Regions from separate parts of the Rattus norvegicus genome. Here region 1 is linked to region 2. A link is a contact called in public Hi-C data. All regions are on one chromosome and are shown on one strand. The core of a region is the stretch at or near the end of the contact, and the rest is flanking DNA. Distances in the headings are between cores, read along the strand shown. Region 1 has its middle 36 kb from the start of Ncor2. Region 2 has its middle 76 kb from the start of Ncor2.

Evidence for each region. A called contact is a pair of places that touch in the nucleus more often than the background predicts.
Region 1: a Hi-C map of frontal cortex shows a contact between it and region 2, with 2.3 times the contacts expected there. The contact joins two enhancer-like sites. A contact is called at or near these places in 4 of 12 Hi-C or Micro-C datasets (the Rat2 cell line, frontal cortex, kidney and 1 more).

What each region holds. Positions count from the first base shown.
Region 1 is chr12:37,090,392-37,093,135 of GRCr8, forward strand. No RefSeq gene overlaps it. Among named protein-coding and RNA genes, the nearest start is that of Ncor2, 36 kb to the right of the region's middle. Within about 2 kb of position 1,365, at least 67 of the 93 cell types and tissues checked have an H3K27ac peak or open chromatin away from gene starts, as enhancers often do.
Region 2 is chr12:37,050,899-37,053,698 of GRCr8, forward strand. No RefSeq gene overlaps it. Among named protein-coding and RNA genes, the nearest start is that of Ncor2, 76 kb to the right of the region's middle. Within about 2 kb of position 1,458, at least 33 of the 93 cell types and tissues checked have an H3K27ac peak or open chromatin away from gene starts, as enhancers often do.

The sequences.
Region 1 (2,744 bases), core at 115-2,614, 39 kb after region 2:
TCCCTTCCTTCCCCCTTCCCCCTCCCTTCCCCCTCCCTTCCTTCCCCCTCCCCATTCCCTCCCCTCCCCCCTTCTTTCTCACTCTCCCTCCCCTTCCCATCCTCTCTTCCCCTCCCCATTTCTCTCTCTTCCCCTTCTCCAAGGTCCTACAATAGAGCCCAGGCTGGCTTGAAACTCACTTTGGATAAACCAGATTGGGCTCAAACTCAGAGGGTGCGGGGATTAAAGGTAGCCTTGGGGTAGCCACACCCTCTCAGAAGCCACTGCCTTTCCCTCATCAATATCTGGAATCATCCTCGATAAAGGGTTAAGATCTGGGGTTGGGGATTTAGCTCAGTGGTAGAGCGCTAGCCTAGGAAGCGCAAGGCCCTGGGTTCGGTCCCCAGCTCTGGAAAAAAAGAACCCAAAAAAAAAAAAAAAAAAAAGGCTTAAGATCTGTGAGGGGATAGTCCTGAAAATTACCACGGAGAGCCGAGTGAGGTGACTGCCCTAGCAACTCCATTTGGGAAGAGTTCAATTCAAGGACCTTGCTGCAGAAGTTGCAATCCCCGAGGGCTCCGTGGAGGAGAAGCCATGATCCTCCCAGTTTCATCTCTTTAGGGCCTCAACGGATGTCTTCATTCCCAAGCTCTTCTGAGAGCTCCAGTCCCCCTTCTCCAAGCCCAAGCTCACGGTCTCCGCCCAGTATGGACTGGAACAATCTCTTCAAGAATGCCCACAGTCAAGGTCAGGGCCCCTAGCCTGGGGAATTAGAGACTGGGCCAAGCCATCTGTCTGAGAACAATTAGCAAAAAGTGAGCCAGCTCATCGGGCTCAGGTCACAGGGGGATGGAGCTGCGGGGGTGAGAAATCCCAGAAGGTTCCCAGCTGAATAAGCCTTCCTGTGTGTGGGCCAAGAAAAACCTGCCGAGTGGGAGCAGGATCCCGGAGCAGGAGGAAGCTTGCCCAGAGGCTCCACCAGGCAAGCTTGGCAAAGACGTGGTGGGGGTTGAAGGGGCGGGGGGAGCTCTGACGCAGGCGGGCGGGCGGGCGAGCCTCACAAAGCGGTCTCAGCTGCTGAATCGTGGGACCATCTGGCAAGGGCTGGAGGCAGAGCAGCGTGTTTGCGCGGTGTTGGGCTTCCTTTCTACAAACACGCCACACACTGTGAGGGGGTGGCTGGCGACCACCTGGGTGAGGGGAGTTGGTGGGCGAGGGCCCTTCCCAAGCTGGGGAGGAAAGAGGCCCCTGGGGTGGGGACCCCTTTGAACCAGACGTCTTCCCCCTCTAGGCTTTGCTGTGAGCCTCCTGCTCACCCTGCTTGTCGCCCCTGTGCTTCGGAGCCCTCTTTCCCCTAGTAGCTTTCGGGCCAACCTTGACTATTTATCCACAGAAGGTTCAGCTCCCTGACTCATAGTCACAGATGTGCTTTGTCGCTTGGTAGCCCAGCCTGACCCACCACGGTTGTCTTTGTGTTCATTTGAATAAGTTGCGTGTATTTAAAAAAAAAAAGTTTTTACTGCTAGAGCTGTGTACTTGGCGTCTTTTGGAAAAGGAAAGATCCAGAAGGTCCGGGCAGCAGCCCAGCAGGCCAAGGCCAAGGTCAGCTGGAGTTGGGCGGAAGTGGCTGCCCCTGCCGCCAGGTGATGGCTTTGTGCCCGTTTTCTGCTCATTTCTTTTTTCTATTTTTTTCTATTTTTCGGAGCTGGGGACCGAACCCAGGGCCTTGCGTTTGCTAGGCAAGCGCTCTACCACTGAGCTAAATCCCCAACCCTGCTCATTTCGTCACTGGTTCAACACCCAAGGGAGATCTACCCACGACCCCACTGGCTCCAGTCAGCCTGAGGTATTCGAGGTATTCAAGGGACTCCCGATGCATAATTGGGACAGTCCCAGGCCTGCATGGGTAGACCTGTCCCGTAGTTTCTCAAGGCATCCAAAGCGACCCTGTTTGAGATAGTAAGGGTAAAAGGGGTTCATATCAGACTCCCAGCGTCTCACGAGTGGGGTGGCCGGTGACAAACAGGTAGGAACAGGTGTGGCTGGATTGAGCTGCATGGTGAGATCATTGCTTATTCCAGGAAGAGACAACTTCACCCTCGGAGGGGGAGGCAGCACGGTCTAAGGCCCGAGTGCAGCCAGGAAGGAACATCCCACACCCTGTGGACGGAGGTGACAGAGTAACCCATGACCAAGGACAATGATGTCCTGCAGCCTTCCATTCGGGATAGCAGGTCTCAGGTATCAACTGGACGTGAAAGCTCAAGCCAAGACCCTCTGTGGACAAGCAAAAGCCACAGCGCCCGATACCATTCCCCGTCAGAGAGCCAGGGTGAAGACTGGTGAAGAGGCCAGCCAGGGAGGTCTGTGTTCATGTGAAGCTGGTAGAAGCCAGAAGAGGGCCTCACATTCCCAGGAACTGGAGTTACAGATGCTTGTGAGCCATCATGTGGGTGCTGAGAACTGAATCCAGGTATCGAGTTCCTCTGGGAGAGCAGCAAGTGCTTTGAACCTGTGAGGTATCTCCCTGGCTTTGAACCTGTGAGGTATCTCCCTGGCTTTGAACCTGTGAGGCATCTCCCTGGCTTTGAACCTGTGAGGTATCTCCCTGGCTTTGAACCTGTGAGGCATCTTCTTGGCCCACGGGCAGGTATTCTGAAGTGTCTAAGCATGGTATGATAGCAGGTCAGCCGTCAGCCCATCACGTGGGAGACTGAAACTGGAGGACTAGAAGTTCAAGGCCGACCTGGCCTACATAGCAAGAC
Region 2 (2,800 bases), core at 208-2,707:
CCACAGACAGTCTCTCACTCTGGTAGTCTCTTCCATGACGGGTGTGAGCCGAAAACAAAACTCCCCCTCTTGCTATGCTGTACGGGTGCGTGCATGTGTGCGTGCTCTCGATGGACAGGGCAGTGACCATCGTAAGGACCCGTCAAGGCAGAGAAGACAGCTCCTCGGGCGACACATCATTGTGAGGTAGGCGGTTCAGACCCTCAGGACCCAGGTTAAAGCCTGACCCAAGTGCAGGCAGCTCACCTGGAGAATTTCGACAGACAGAGGTAGAGCTGGGGGTTCCTCAGAGCAAGCAGCTAGACGAGCTGGGATCCGTGAGCTCTGGGTTCGAGTGGGAGATGCTGCATCAAGATATTCAGTAGAGGGGGTTGGGGATTTAGCTCAGCGGTAGAGCGCTTGCCTAGGAAGCACAAGGCCCTGGGTTCGGTCCCCAGCTCCGAAAAAAAGAAAAGAAAAAAAAAAGATATTCAGTAGAGAGCTACGGAGGAAGACGCCACTGTCAGCCTCTGGATATCACATACTCACACACATGCGTGCCATACACCCAGGCACTTATCCCGCGCCCCACACATACATACACACATGCAAGGGATGTGAACCTGACTAAATCTTATATTGTCTCTGCGCGCGCACACACACACACACACCCATCCCTCACCCCATTCTTGCTTTGTACCTCAGGCTAGCCTCAAACCTACCACCTTCCTGCCTTCACTGCCCAAGGGCTGGGATTATAGGCACGAACCCCCACACCCAGCTTAATATTCATTTGTAACATGGGGCACCACCACTAATGCACTCCCCCAGAAAATCAGAAGGGAGTGGCTCACCTCGGTACCTTTAGCAATTGTTATCCTCGCCCCCTGTGGGATGAAGGAGGAGGCCCAGAGAGGCCAGGTACCTTGCTCAAGGACACACAGCAATGACATCTCCCCACGTCCTCAAGAAAACCTTCACTCGCTGAGAGTGGTGGCACACGCCTTTAAGCCCAGGATTCAGGAAGCACAGGTAGGAGACGGAACTCGGAGTTTGAGACCAGCCTGGTGGGCAGAGCGAGTTCCAAGTCAGTCAGGGCTACATGTTTCAAACTAAAACAGAAACGACCTTCATCTCTCTCCTTTTACTCTAGATAAATCTCATGTCTATTCTGGGAAGCAAATAAACACAAGCACAAACACACATACGAGCACACACACACACACACACACTCACACACACACACACAAGCACATGAGCACAAGCCAGTGCACGAGCCCTCAGCGCACCTCCGTGCTTGCACACAGGATGGTAATTTGGGGCAGGAGGGGCCCGGGGGCCTCTCTTATTCCCTCTTAGGGACTGAGATCACTGTGGCTTCCTGTCCCGTGTCATAATTCATGGCGTGTCTAAGGTGCCCGCCACAGCGTGAGCTCATCCAAATCCCGTCTTTTGTCTGAGCCGCTCCGGGAGACACATCTGAGGCGGGGGATCACAGTGGCTGATTTATGACGCCAGCCTCCCCACAGCGTAAGGCAGAGGCCGAGCTGCGGAGCTCAGAGAAAGATCTGGTTGGCTTGCTTAATCCCCAGAGGAGACGGAGCCCGAGGCGAGCTGAGATGAGCAAAGGTTCTGGATTCTCCAGGCAGACAGCGCATCCTGTTTCCTGCAGCGGGGGTCCCAGGAGGGAAGTGAACGCCGTGGGGTGGCAGATGGCTCATGGCATCTTGAACTTGCCGCTGCTGGAGATGGGCCTCAGGCCCCTTCTTGCGTCTCTGATCTCTGCCAAGCAGAACCATCTGTCTGTGCTGGACCAAGGACTCAGGGTCACCCCTGGCTGCTTCTTTCCCCAGCCTGTTCTGTAACCAATTCATTAGCCAGGACCACAGTTCCTGGTTCCAGCCACCTTTGTTGAGGGGACCCAGGCACGAATGCAGCCCTCTGGGTTTCCAGTGGCCACACCTCCCCCACCAGCTCCATCTCTCAAGCTACAGTCTGTTAAATCTGTTACAGCCTAAAGCGTTTACTTCTCTGCTCTAAAAGCTCCCGTGACTCCACTCCCTCAGAGCAAAGACCCTGGGTGCCCTCCCTTCACACGAGGGCCCCCCTCCCTTCAAACCAGTGACCCCACCTCTCTCACATTGGTGACTCCACCCTTCACCCCTTTTGCCTTTCACATCTGCCCTCCTGATGGCTCCATGGTTTTTGGAGGCAGCCCTGCCCCCGGCTCTCTGCCTAGGCTGCTCCACACCCCGAGTGGCTCTGGGCCGGCGATCACCTCTTTGCAAGCGCAGGCAGAATCGGATCTTCTTGCTTGGGTCTTTCTGCTGCTTGCAGCTGGGTGTCCCTCTGTGTCCCCACCCCCCACTCTGCACTTTTTTCAGGCTTGTTCAGGATTGGGACCTGTCACCAGCTCAGAACTGACATGGCGGGGTCTCGCTGACTGGCTACCAAATGTGCACATTTACACCCACAGTTTGCCTGGCACCAGGGAGACTCAGGTCCCCGCAGAAAGCAGCTGCAAGTGTCAGTTGAGCACTGGGTTTGGGAGGGTGGCTGGCCCCTGGTGTGGCCTCTTGTATGGCCAAGACTGGGATCCAGGAAGTGAAACAGGAACGAAATGTGCGTCCCAGCTGGCTCTAAATCTGTTCCACAGCCAGGGCCAGGCCCTGTGTGATATTTGGTCTGTTTTGGAACCTCTCTGAGCCTCAGATCGAACACAACTGTCACATTTTGCTCTCAGGATGAGGCCAGCTGGGAGCATATCCTATTCTCATGTCTCCTCTGGGAGGGAGAGAAGACCCCTGTCTGTCTTCCGTTC